Linked DNA regions of Mus musculus: region 1 is linked to region 2. The links are chromatin contacts, called in public HiChIP or PLAC-seq maps. All regions are on one chromosome and are shown on one strand. Each heading gives the region's core, a stretch centred on a gene start, on an enhancer-like site or on the middle of the called end of the contact. The rest is flanking DNA. Distances are from core to core; before and after follow the strand shown. Region 1 overlaps Oxr1 (oxidation resistance 1). Region 2 overlaps Gm33557 (a long non-coding RNA gene).

Evidence for each region. HiChIP or PLAC-seq counts read pairs in DNA pulled down with a chosen protein or histone mark.
Region 1: an HNF4G HiChIP or PLAC-seq map of pancreatic cancer cells shows a contact between it and region 2. The contact joins two enhancer-like sites.

The regions. Positions count from the first base shown.
Region 1 is chr15:41,601,663-41,608,609 of GRCm38.p6, reverse strand. All of the region lies in intron 2 of Oxr1 (oxidation resistance 1), which reads right to left. Among named protein-coding and RNA genes, the nearest start is that of Oxr1, 160 kb to the right of the region's middle. Within about 2 kb of position 4,524, at least 21 of the 459 cell types and tissues checked have an H3K27ac peak or open chromatin away from gene starts, as enhancers often do. A contact at or near this core is called in pancreatic cancer cells, where this site is marked.
Region 2 is chr15:41,280,782-41,288,327 of GRCm38.p6, reverse strand. All of the region lies in intron 3 of Gm33557 (a long non-coding RNA gene), which reads left to right. Among named protein-coding and RNA genes, the nearest start is that of Gm33557, 16 kb to the left of the region's middle. Within about 2 kb of position 1,312, at least 22 of the 459 cell types and tissues checked have an H3K27ac peak or open chromatin away from gene starts, as enhancers often do. A contact at or near this core is called in pancreatic cancer cells, where this site is marked.

The DNA of each region.
Region 1 (6,947 bases), core at 3,275-5,774, 320 kb before region 2:
TGAGCATGCTTATATATGTGCACCTGTATTATAATATCTCAAGGGATACACATACATACCATATATAATGTGTTCCTCATATAAATTTATATATATATATATATATATATATATATATATATATATATATAATTGTTAACTCCACATTATTTCATCTACTGTCATTTTTATAGAGTAAAGACAGATTTCAGATTTATATTAATTTTATAAATTTTAAAAGTGTATAACAAGAAAAATAGCTGTCACTATTGTCTTTTGTGTATCTGTGAAGTTGTGCACCATTTCATATCATCTTTAATTTATCATTTAAGAATGAACCCCGAATGGAAAATTACATACATGATCTAACAGAACTTCAATGCTTGTGTTGGGAGTCAAACTGTGGTCCATGGATCCTACACACAAAACATTTTCTGGACTCTCAAACTCCAAGCCTCACCCATGGTGGACAATTAAGCAAGGATGGCCCTATCCCTGAGGCCATGTCTTATCCTTAGGTGTATCTGACTCCCACTTCTCTGGGCAGGAAACAGTCTTTGTTCTTACATCACATTTATTATTTAGATATAACTCTTGGCTTTACCCACTAAACTGTAAAACTGGAGAGCATGAATTGTTCCTTTATTTTCAATTTTCTTATAATATGAACTTGAGAAGCAGGAACCAAACCCTTAAGAAATGTATATAAACTAAATTACAGATACATATACAGTAAAGTTGTGTTGCTAGTTCCAAGGCAGTTTTAAAAAGCCAATTAAAAAAATTACATAATAAAGGTATGTAATATCCCTGTTCCTGCTCTATTTTAAGATAACTAAACTTTCCAGTAACATCATTTAAATGAACAAAATTAGCATTTGAAAAGAATTTTTGTTGTTTGAATTAAAAGGAATCAACATAAAATCATTCTAAAGCTGGTTTGAGGTGAATGTGCACAAAAAATTTATTAAAATACAAAACTTCGGAGTCAACGTGAATATCTCTAATCACAGTTAAGTCTAACTGTTCACAAGTACCATGCACTCATATGTTGCCCTATATTTCAGATAATTCAAAACACAGTGTCCAGAATACTGATTTTAAAACTCGTATCCTCAGGTGATTTCCTTTACATCATCATATTATAACAAATCACTTTACAACTTTTTTAAAATGCTATTTTTAATGCTATTTATTTAATTCTATATTTAAATGCTATTTAAAGATGCTATTACTTTCAGACATTGGAGTTTTGAAAGGAATCAGGCTCAGTTGTTGCTTTATAGAGAACTGCCAAACTAGCATATAGGTTTAGAACAGTGGTTTTCAACATGTGAGCCATGACCCCTTTGGGGTCACCTACCAGATATTCTGTATATCAGATATTTACACTATGATTCATAACAGTAGCAGAAGCAAAATTGCAGTTATGAGGTAGCAAAGAAAATAATTTTATGTTTAAGGTCACCACAGCATGAGAACTGTATTAAAGGGTCTCAGCTTTAGGAAGGTTGAGAACTTCCACTTGAAGCAAAAAAGTCAGATTAATGGCTAGGTGAGCTGCTCCTTATTAAGACAAAAGAAAAAAGGACCAGAGACAGGGGTCAGAGGTTCAGAGTGCTTACTGTTCTTCCAGAGGACCTGAGTTTGGATCCTAGCACTCTTGTGGTACAATTTACAATCGCTTATAAGTCCAGTTCCAGGGAATTCAACACTTCTGACCTTCATGAACACATCACACAAATATGTACATACACATACAAACACACAATTAAAGACAATAAATCTTAGACATATAATGAAGGAATTGCTTTTCACAAACACTGGGGCTAGAACTAATCATAACTAATCAGTTGAAGGTTTGCTTTACTTTGAAGCAGAGAAAACCTCTTTCTATGAGCAGTGAATGGAACTCCAGGCAATGTAGGATTTGCTGTTTGTTCTGTACAGTGAGCTCCTGCTGTGTCGTGGCCGGCTTACTCTCAGGGAGGATAGCGTTTGGGATGTGTTCATGGCCCTGCCACGTATCTCTTTTTGTTTTGATTGCCTGTGGGTTTCCATTCTAGTCCGAATTCTGAACATCAATGATTCAGTCACCTTCCCCTTCCATCAGCAAAAAAGTCACATTGTGTGCGGACTTCCAAGCTTCCATTTCCTGAGTATCTTTTGTGTGCCTCAAACAGAAGAAAATGCGGAGAGACAGACATGAAGCTGCATTCTTTGAGGTGGTAGGGAATGGTTTAAGAAATAGACACTTGGGAGGATGTGCCCAGGCATGATTTTGATCAAAAGACCACAGAGCCATTGCACTGTGACAAGATGTGCCTTCATAATCTGCCTCTAGCACGGCGTTGGTAAAATGCCTGGCTCGTTTAACTGTTTCAGTCGGGTATCTATTTCAAACACCCAGGCAATTGATCGTCCACATATCTGAGCACTCACCACACTATGAATAAATTATGGCCCATTCATCATGTGAAATACACACCAAGACAAAACTGAGCTGAAGTCCCACACACCACTCCCCTCAAAGCAGGTGCTACATTACAGTCTTGCAAAGTAATGTTTGTACTATTTTCATTTTTGTTTAAAAATATGAACCAACCCACATGATTGTAGGTTAAGGACAAAGAAAGTTGGGCAAGGACACTCTACCCTGCCAAAGAGAAAGAAGCAGATGTTGTAGGAGTGGTGGCAATTGCAGACCAATACACAAGGCACAGGGCACACTGAATAGTATGTAGCCTGTATTAAACAGTGGCATTTCTCCACAGTCAGTGGACTCCGATCTGAAGTCATTTCTAAAGAAACAATTGATAAGTTTTCTCAGTAAGTGACACAACTTTTAAAAGTTGAATTGTAGTCTATACAACCACCTGCTTTTGGCCGTTTTCAGCCTTTAAATATCCATGGAAAGAAGAGCTATAGATTCTGATCTGATTAAACAGTCACAACTGAGAAAGGGAGTGAGGTCAGCTACAGTAGGTTAGAACTCCCTGAAGGTCCTTCAAACCTTGGATTATCATGATTCAGGCGCATAATAAATCTATATTTTTTATAGATCAAGTTTCCAAATTAACTGTGATTTTATGGCTTTCAAATGCAAGTTCTCTGTCAAGTGCAATGTCCAGGCAGGCAGCGCCATGCTAATTAAGGAATCTCATTAAATATTCAAGTTTTAAGAATTGTGTTTTCCCCACCTTCTCACTTATAAACGTCGTATCAGAGAAGAAAAGCAGCATTAATTTTATTAGGTAATATAAAATGTTGCTTACCTCAGGGCTCAGGGAAGAGGAGAGAAGAGGAAGCAGAAAGATTTTAAGAACCCGAAGGGATGGAGGACGCCAAGGAAACCAGGCCTTCCTAACAGGGCAGTGCAAATGCACACAGGAGCTCATGGAGACTGTGGTAGCATGACCAGGGCCTGCACAGCTCAGCACCCAAAGGGGTCCCAGTGCTGTGAGGGACACAAGTCCCGTCCCTAACTTAGAAGCCATCTCCAGTTCATAACCACTCACAAATGAAATTGTAATGTTCTCAAAGGAGTCCCATGGGCTACACCAACCAGTCTTAAGGCTAGGCCCCATGCCCGGCAGTAAATGGCTAACACAAGCAAACTCAATAACCTTTACTTATTTTTTTCTTTTGAGCTTTTTTTTTTTTTTGAGATTTTTTTGTCATGACTTAAAAAACAAAAACCTTACATTTCCTTTGTATATATTATAATTTCTGATTTTGTGTTTTTATAGGATTTTGTATGTGTGAATTATGTATATCTCTGTGTTTCTTGAGTTTTTTTCTTTTCAATTCATTTTGTCCTAACCTAATTTGTTTTTATCTAATTTTATTATTATTACTATTATTATTACTATTTACATGCTCACTTTTATCCTAAAGAAAAAAAAAGGATGTAGCTTCGAGTGGTTGGGGAAGGAGGAGTGTATGCAAGGAGTTGGAGAAGAGAAAACCATACTCAGAATATGTTGTATTAAAATATATTTTCAAAAAATACTGTATACACAATGATATTTACAAAGATATTACTTTCCCCAAATTTCATCAAGGAAAATGCAGTCTTATAGGAGAGAGAGAGAGAGAGAGAGAGAGAGGGAGAGAGAGAGAGAGAATTGGTCAGTGAAGAAACTGTGTGTGCAGGGATGGGAGGGGCAAGATAATCCTCCACTCTGTAACTGAGCCCTTCCCTGCATGTCTGCTGATGCCAGTCAGACACCTGACTGTCAAGAAGAAGAATCCTGGGCCTAAGAGAGGGCTCAGTGGGAACAGTGCTTGTTGATGACCTGAGTTCAATCCTAGATCGCATGGCTGAAAGACCAATTCTTGTGGCTGTTATCTCAAGCTATGAGCTTGCAGCTACTGTTCCAACACCATGCCTGCCTGCTGCTATGGCCTGTACCTAATAGTCATGAGCTCATCCTCTGACACTATAAGGTCCAGTAAACATTTTTATTAAGTTGCCTTGGTCATGGAGTCTTAGCACAGCAACAGAAAATGACTAAGACCCTGCCTGCACATAAGCTGAATAAAGACAACAGTGGATATGCTTCAGTGGTTGGGAACGCCCAGGAGGCCTCAGCCCTGCAACCAACTACAGACAACTAAGAAATGCCGAGAGCTGGAGAAACAGCTTTCTTTGTAGAAGAGCACGCCAGCTGGTTATCCAATACCAAATGGTCAGCACTGAAAACACGCATACAATCAGCATTATACGGACTCAGTAGGTTGCACTTTTGTATCTAGGAATATTATAAACAGTTAATGAAAAAAGAGGGAATGAATTTGAAAAGGAGCAAGGAAGGCATATGGGGGGGCTTGGAGAGAGGAAAGAAATGATTCATATTATGTAATTATAACCTCTAAGACTAAAAAAAGTAAAAAAAAAAATGTTTTTTTTTTTTTTTAAAGTTGGAATAAACTATGGTTTTGAAAAGGATCAGAGGTAATGGATACAGGAAGCCAAACATATAGGAAGGACCAAACCAAATACTTTTCTTTTGTACCTATGCCTAAGACAGTATGTGCTGAGCATGGTCTCAGTTTGCAGAAATAAAAACAAAAACAAAACAAAAGAAAACGAAATTGCTTAACCCTATAAACACGAAGATTTGATTTCCTACTTGCACAGCAATTAAAGATGATCTCATATCTGGAAATGTCTTCTTCCTAATTGAGGAAGTCACAACAGATGGAGACAGGCATGTGGCACCTACCCTGAGCTGCTTTTATCCCTGGTCATTTCTGGGCAGGCAGCAGGCGACATAACAGCCTCCAGAGAGCTCAGGTAGAGTCTGCAGCAGCCAGGCCGGAGTTCTGTTACCTGTGTGCTCCGATGCCTCACAGGCCCCACCCACCTCCTCCACCAGGAGCCAGATAAACATCCAGTGCAAGGTGATATCCCCTGCTCCACCCCACACACTCCCCTGCTGCCAAAACACAAGGCTTTCACTGAGAACAACCAAGGAGGTCACTGACTACAGCTGGATTTTAGATATGCCTAATAGAATTATAATTCAGGAAGTGTGTGTGTGTGTGTGTGTGTGTGTGTGTGTGTGTGTATTAGCTACATTCATGGTGGCTTATGAGATACTTCTTATCTTCCCATTTAGTAAGGTAAACCAACCAACTAAACATAAAGGCCAGACAACTCACCTGTCACTGTGAGAAAAAGCACTTGAATTCTTCTCTTGTAAAACGTGACTCCTTGGACTTTTTGTTTTATTCTGTTTTGGGTTTGTTTGTTTGTTTGTTTTTTGTCTTTTTGAATTTGCCTCATTTGATTGCACTAACTACATCAGGAAGAATCCTTTTCTATATGACACCAGGAAATACTTAGGCAGCATAGTTTACTGACTGTTTGGGGTTGGGGTTACTGGAGCAGTATCTGGCAATAGAGCCCAATCTGGCTATTGACTCACAATCCTCTTCGCCTTATTTAGTTCTCTGCTGGGAATAAAGGTGTTACCACCATACTCAGCCAAACCATTTATAAACCACTCTCTAGGAAATTCCCCTCAGTTCCTAAAAGTCTAATTACTATCCTCAAAAAGTTTGCTACCCATACTCCTCATGACATTCTTTAATTTTAAAGATATTTTCAAAATGACGGCGGCTGAAGATGAACATATACTAAATAAAAATCAACAACCACACCTTTGAGCAGAAATCACAGCCATGCTAACAAACTAAAGCAGCTTAAAGAATGAATCATGTATTTAAGGGGCTGTTGAGTGAGGCCCAATACACTTTTTCAAAAAAAAATTTTTAGAGTCTCCTTGACCACAGAGATCACTGTAAGTTCCAACTTGTGCCTAGAAAAGCTTACCATGGACCTGCACCATCACTAGTTGGGTTGGTGCCAGGATAGACCCATACCGGACTGTTGATGGAAAGCCCCAGCTAGAGCAGTCTCCTGAAAACAAGCCAAGCTGCTAGAGAACCGACCACATCCCAATACACAGCTGCAGCGTCCACACTGCACTCTGATTTCCAGAGAGTGACTTTGACTGGGAGGCCAGCCATTTCTCTCAACACTCATGGTTCTACTCTCCTCTGGAACGGAGAAACCCCACAAGTCCAACCTCCATAGTGTAACCCATTAAGGGCCCATATGCTTCTTTCTGCTGTCAGATTGAAGAGGCTGGGAAGACACTGGCCTTGTCAATGCTTCTGTCAGCCAGCACTGCCACGCTGGAAGAAGTTAATGTCAAACTGCTTCTGAAGCAGGACTTCACTTGGATCTGGAAATAAATTCATTTTTGCCATATTTGTTTGGAGGAACTGGAAACAGTCCAGTATGGGTCTATCCTGGCACCATCCCAACTAATGACGTTGCAGGTCCATGGTAAGCCTTTCTATGTACAAGTTGGGTTTTACAGTGATCTCTGTGGTCAAGGAGACTCTAAAAAAATTTTTTTTTGAAAAAGTGTATTGTGATATGAGATTTAAGAAAA
Region 2 (7,546 bases), core at 63-2,562:
GAACTGTGCTTAATTATTCATCCTGAAATTTAATTTCAGGGTTTATAATCATCTAACTGTTTAAGATGGAATTTGTCACTGAAACATTTTGAGAGGGTATACGGAATTACTTAACATCTACTCACCTCACTTCAAGTTTGGTTTAAAATTGGATGTGTTTCATAATTTTGCAGTAGCAATCACACAAGGGCATATACTCTAACCTCCTACATGTTTTCTGCTAATTTGGTTGATTTAGGTCAATTTGTATCATTAGTTAGAAAGGATATTACAGAATGAGGGAGACAGATATAAGGTTTTTCTTTCCTCCCAAAGGTCCACCACCATAGAAACATAATTAACTTCCTCTCAACCATTCCCCAAGAAGCTGAGAAAAGTATTTGCTGTCAAATTAAGCCAAAGTCATGAGTATAGGAAGACATTAACTGCTTTTTTTAAATATAAAGAAAAAACTGTTTCTTTTTAATCTTAGTCTTTAAAGAGGCAAATAGTTGTGTGGTAGTTTGAGTGAGAATGGCCCTTCTAGACTCACATATTGAAATGCTTGGTCCCTAATTGGTGGTGGTGGTGGGGGGGGCTTTTTGAGATGGATCAGGAGGTGTGGCCATATTGGAGGCAGTGTGACCTTGTTGAGGAGGTATGTCATTAGTGGTGGGCTTTGAGGTTTAGAAAACCCAGGCCTCGGGGTTGGGGATTTAGCTCAGTGGTAGAGCACTTGCCCAGCAAGCACAAGGCCTTGGGTTCAGTCCTCAGCTCTGAAAAATAAAAAAGACAAAAATAACAAAAAGACCAAAAAACAAGGTAACTGAAAACCCACACCATTGATGTAACTGAGAGTGGTGGTTGCTGTCTAAACCAGTTACTCCCAGGCTCTTAGAGAAGTGGCACACAGATTATAAGGCACTAAGGAATCTTTACTTAAAAGCAAAATGATAGAATGGGTCAGAAATAACTTGCAGGTGAGCAGAGAAGTACTGAGTGTGAAAGGAATCCTGAGGTCTAGTTATTGCTTGAAATTTCCTTTCATGGAGTTCAGGAGAATGGGAGGTTTGGTTGGAAGGAGACATAGAGAGGGTGACTGTCTGTTTAGATTGATAAGCTTGCATTATTTAAGTTTATCTGTACTGCCCATGTCCTTTCCTAAAAACGCTTCTGATGTTAATTATATGTATATCTGATTATGCATAAGATAGTAAATATAGTTCCCCAAAAGTCAAAAAGTTCAAACAGATGACAAAAGTTGTCTTGCTGCTCATACTCACCAAATCAGCCCAGGCTGGACTGACTCATCGTCCTGGAATGTGTTTCCAGATGGGTGTGAACAGGAAAAGGGTATGGGTGTGAATGGGAAAAGGGTAACTGTTGGTTCGCCAGGGGAAGGAATCCATGCCACTGTTTGAAGTTGGTATACGTACAGCATCATGGAAGTGGGAGTCTAAGATTGCTAGGTGCATTGTTAGAGAGTGGTGCGTGCAGAGCCCAAGCAAAGTAGAATCCTAGGCCACTAGGCCCTTCCTTATGCTTTCCATCTCAGGAATGCCCTAGACATAGAAAACTGAGCAGAAATCCATCCCATGGAATTTAAAAGGAAAGGAAGTTTGTGACATTGAACAGAGTCCTCTTATACAGCCACTGGTGCATACACAAATGGCAGGTTCTCTGGGAGTCATGGGATGGGGTGTACTGTGTGAGGGTTGTCTTTGTATTATCCAATTATTAATTTGCTAGCTAAGTACTAAATTGTTAATTCTGGGCTGAGTACTGGCAGACTTTGCTATTGTTTACTTATGACTCTGCACCTGCACCATATCCTGTAAACATTCTTCATCCCTCAGCCTCTGATTGGTTTAATAGAGATATAAACAGCCAATAGCTGGGCAGGAAAGGGAAAGTGGGACTTCTGGTCTGAGAGAGGATCTCTGAGAGAAGAATGAGGCAGGAGAAAATTTGTCAGCAGGACAAGAGGTCAGATGTACCTGGAGTGAGAGAGGTACCGGACCATGTAGTGGGATGGGGACTAGAATAGTGGTGTTAATTAAGTTAGAGAACCTAGCTGGGAGGCAGCCTAAGCTAAGGCATAAGCTATCATAAAATTAGTAAGTCTCTGTGTGTCATTTTTCACCTGCTGGCTGGTCCAAAAAATTCTGGCAAGTCTTTTTTAAACTTGACTGTCGTCTATTGGCCAGCTACATAGTTTAGGAAGACCACCTAAACAGAAGAGATACAGTGATATTCATTATCTGATAGATGGTAGTTCAGTGGATGACATAGTTTTGTTATTTAACAGAAACCATAAGCATTTTGCCCCATTGGATATTCTCTAATCCATTTTCTCCACAGCAGTGGGACTGAGCTCAAAAAACAGATCGATTTACATTTTAATTTAAATACAGTCCACATTTATTTCCTGTGCTGAGGATCTCTGCATGGTCCAGAATCCTGCCTAGCTCTGTGACAGGCCACATGCTGTTCTGTCTTGCTTTTACTGGCATCTGGGCTTTGCTTTGAGAAGAACCAGTTATTCATCCCATCTTTAGCCTTTCCAAACAGTACTGAGAAAGCTTTAAAAGTTCCTATGCTTCCTCATCATGCAGATGACTCCTCTTCCGGCCTCCCAGGCAGCTTATCTGACGTGTTTGACTTATATCATCTAATGTTAAGCAATTAGACTTTTTGTGACATTTAGTCATTATACATGTACTGTGTTTCTTTGTGGAAAAAGAGTAAATGGGTTTTATTTTTAAAATGAACTTCTGAGATTGGAATGACCACATCCAAAAACATTTGTTGCCAGGCGGTGGTGGCGCACGCCTTTAATCCCAGCACTTGGGAGGCAGAGGCAGGTGGATTTCTGAGTTCGAGGCCAGCCTGGTCTACAAAGTGAGTTCCAGGACAGCCAGGGCTACACAGAGAAACCCTGTCTCGGAAAACCAAAAAGACCCAAACCAAACCAAACCAAACCAACAACAACAACAAAAAAAACATTTGTATTTTATCAAGTTGCATATTATTTTTTCAAGTTACCTAATTAATATCTACAAAAATACTTTGTATTTCATTTAACTTATCAATAGCACTAACTTGTGATTATATCATGATTCTGGACTTTTCATCTGTTTCCTAATTTGTCTATTTCTAGGGGGAGTTAACTATGTCTTTTGTTTTTCAAGATTATAAGGCAATTACATAATTTCTCCTTTCTTCGTTTTCCCTCCATACCCTTCTGTATACCTCTCTTTGATCCTTTTCAAGTCCATGGCCCCTTTTCCATTAATTGTTGTCACCTGAATATTTATTAATATATATACAAGTAATATCATATAAACAAAGTAGGTTGTATTTATCATTTATATATGTATATTAGTGTATTTATTATTTGGAGAAATATAAAATATATGTTTTTGTATATATTCTATGTCTCTCTATATATGATATGCCTATATATTATATATTATGTATATATTATGTAGTATATTTATCAATAAATCAATACATAAATGCAACCTGCTTTGCTTGTATGATGTTACTTGTATCTTTATTTTCAGAACTCGCCATTTGGTACTGGATAACCAGTTGGTGTTCTCTCTCCTGGGGAAAACTATTTCTCCTGCTCTCATTATGCCTTAATTGGCTAGTTCTTTATACTAGTTCTTTACTAGTATAGTGTTGAAGCCTCATGGGCTTTGCCATGTCTACTACTTTAGCATGTCTATCGTCGTTCTTGTTCAGCCTATGTTTAGGCAATCATGTTGGTGAAACTTTATAAGTGTCTTTTGAGTGAATGTTCAAGGACAAGTAATTAATTTGAATCCATGACACCTTTAGGACATCCTATAGTACCATTCCCATTTGTCCCTGTCTGAAGACCCAGTGTGACCAGCCTACAGTGTTCTATTAAGCAATAGTTAAAGCAAGGTCATCCAGCAACTTAGGGTCACGGTTAAGAGTTATGCGTGCATAGAAAAGAATCAATCTGTGAATAAAACTACCCAATCATAATCTTTCCTCCTCAAATTTTAGATGCCTCATTCTTTTCCCTCCCCTTATCATGAAGTGTCTTCAACATTTTACTTGGTTTATATACAAAGACCAACTGTATGAGCTGATTTCCCCTGGTAGAGATAGGACAGTGACACAAGTGGGGAAGGAAAGACCCATTTTGGCTCATGGTTTGAGGAGAAACAGTTCACCACAGCAGGTACAACATGCCAGCTTCTCAGGGTCAGTGGGAGCCTTCCCCATGCTTTCTTAATCACTGTAAACCTAAAATCTGACAATGCTCAAAGGAAAGTTAGTCCTGACTATAACTTGTAAGCCCAGGTTATGAAAGAGCTTGGCCCCATGTTCAGATGTTTCCTGGACCTTTCAAAAACATTCTGCCAGCTGCAAATGAAGTGTCCAAACATAGGAGCCAATGGAGAACCTTTTACACTCAAAACATAGCACCATTAGAGGAGAAGGAGCAAATTCATTAAGTGCTGATGGCCCTCTTCAGATAGAAGCATGACTTGGTGAAGCTGGTGAGCCTGAAGACCCTGCCTGTTTCTCAGTGTGTCAGTGCAGTGGTAGCATGTCAGTACATTGGGGAAACTTTATTCATGTGAGGGTACTCCTTCCTTAGAAAACCAGAGAATAGATCTTACTTCTCCTACATTAAGAGACTGAGAATGAGGAGAAAACACAATGATAGAAAGTTGGGGCAGCATGGCATTAGTAATAAATAGAGCAGGGTATGGGGGCAGGGAGCTGTGTATAAACAGCCTGGTCCTGGTTGAGCACAGGCCTGGAACCCTGGAGACCTGGTGGGTAGTGACTTCTGCCTTCATGGGACAGTAGGAGTTCAGCCGTGCCTCCTGGGCCCCTGGCTCCTGTTCCAGCTACAGCCTCCCACAACCCCCTGCAGATAGGTGTGTGGCCACCTGTCACATAGGCAATGGCCCAAGCTCCTGGTATTCTGTCTGAACTCCACCCCTACAGTAACCTGGCAATAGCCAGGTATGATCCTTCCCACAGTTACCTAGCAACAGCCAGGATGGCACAGCCCACTATAAAAGGAGATCCTTGCTCTCTTGCCTCTCTTACACTCTTGCCTTTCTTACCCTCTTGCTCTTACTCTTGTTCCCTTGCTCCCATGCTCTCTCTCTCTTACTCCTCTTTTCCCTCCTCTCTCCATGTGGCCATGGCCAGCCTCTGCTTCTCTACTCTCCCCCTCTCTCTTCCTTTCTACAATAAACACCTTAAAACCATGGACTGTCTCTGCTCCTCAGAACCCACCATGCTGGAGCAATGGAGCAAATTTCCCTCTAAGGAACTGCACATCTAATCTCCCACCTGGAAGCCTCCCTGCATTCCAGCCACAGCTGCCACCAACCCAAGCCACTGGCCAAGCAAGCTGCCTGAGGTAGCCATACTCTTTCCTCTCCAGGGTAACCTTCCAGAGTTCTCCTCCTACCCTTTTCTATTTGGCCCCTGGAGGCAGAGTCCACCCAAGGGTGCCCACTTTGTTCTCAGCTTTTCCATGACATACATTCTGGGATGTCCAAGAATGAGAAACTGACATCCCTGGCCTCCATGTGGCCAATGGACCCAGAACCGGGTCTTACACAGTGCTCAGTGGTCTGTGGTGCCCAAGAGTCAGAGCCCGACTACAGCAGGTCTGTAGGGACCTCAGACTGTGCCACCCTCACCCCTAGAGTGGCATCCTGCGGCTTCTCAGAGTCCAACACCCTCCCAGCAGTTCCATGGGATTCCATGCAGTCAGACTTCCTGTGTCCCACCTCGCCCAGCGGCCCTAGCCCCAAGCAGACACCGGGCCCCATTTTTTATCTCACAGCATGGCAGGGACAGAGTTCCTTATAACTATCATCATTTGATGCACTCCAGAGTACTGCATCTATTTAGAATGACAGAGAGGAAGCCTAAACCCCATGTGTTTCAGCTTGAGCTTCAACAGACACACTTATGTTGGACAATGCCATTTTAGTGAGAATCTGCACCCATTCATTTATACTCCACTTTTTTTTTTCTAGATGATTGTATGCAGAGATAGAGAAATTCCTTTTAGGATATGGAAGAGTTTTTTCATGGAATCATTTCTGTAACCTTTAATAAAACAGTAGCTGACTTTAAAAAACAGAAGGTCAGAAAAGACACATGATCTATTATCAGGAGTCATCTGTTGAGGTGAAGATCTGGAATCTGTGTGATTCTCTGAGATTATGTAAACAGTAGGAATCTAATTTTATTTTAATGATATTAGTAAGGTTATACATGATTCACTCTCCACGGCAGGGTTGTCTTGCTGTTTTAAATAAATTTGCTTTCAGTATTCATGCTGGCAAGAAAAAGACACATAGCTTATATCACTACAAAGATATTATAGTATCTTTTAGTATATAGTCTGTAGTATGTAGTGTAAAGTGTAAAGTGTATAGTGTATAGTATATAATATGCAATTGTCTATATCTATATAATGTGCAGTAAGTGTTCAATGTCAATGTCTGTTTATTCTTATAACATATAATATTTATAAAAGAACTATTATATGGAAGATATTATACTAGGGCTTATTTTAAAATACCCCCCTCCAAATGCTTCATTTCCTGTTTTTTAATCTTGGATTCCTGGGTAGTAGCAAGGACTGCTCACTTCTTGTAAGTTAAACTTGAGAAGAGATCCTAGAAAATTTTACAAATGAAAGAAAAAAAAAACGGAAGCAGGGAAAGACATAAAAGACATTAAGACTTATTCACCTTTGGTCTGCTTACTGCAGTGGATGCTCTGATGAACCATGTAGAAATCATTTTAGATGTTCAACACTAGACATGGGAGTGGAAGCCTTAGCTACTTGCTGCCATCATCAATTAGTAAAAGATTAGTGCATTGATTTTCTTATACTGCTAGGTATATCATATATGCCTTTTTAAATACAAGAACAGATAGCTTGTACGCAGTAGCATCTTCATGGCCCATTCCTTACACTAGTATGTTACACTGACCATATAACCTTGAAATTCATATTCATTCGATTCAATTGGTATATTGTTTCCCTGGAGTGATTGTCACAAATAACTATATACTGGATGGCTTAAAAAGATGTATTCTTGTGCAGTAATTGAGCATAGAAATCCAAAAATAAAGGGATACCATTCCTATGATCCACCTTAAGATGGGGGTGGGGGGCTGGGATCCTTCTTTGCCGCAGACCCTCTGGGCCCCTTTGTCTGCATGGAATGGGTCTCTAGTCGCGGGTGGGCAAAACGTCGGATGAATTGACAGACAGATGCACACAGGAGAGGTTGTGTTGGATCTGAATGTATTTTGTCAAATCGAACATCAGACTTTTTATGAAGAAGACAATAAGGAAGTTGGGTGACATACCCACAAGGTACAAATGAGGTAACCGGATGCTTAATGACTCTTACACAGAACAGAGGAATGAAAATGCAAAGAATGGCAGGAACTGGGCAATAAAATAACTGAGACAAAGTCAGCCCTATCGAAGGTCAGCTATAGTCTTAGAAGCCAGGTATGAGATCTTTTTACT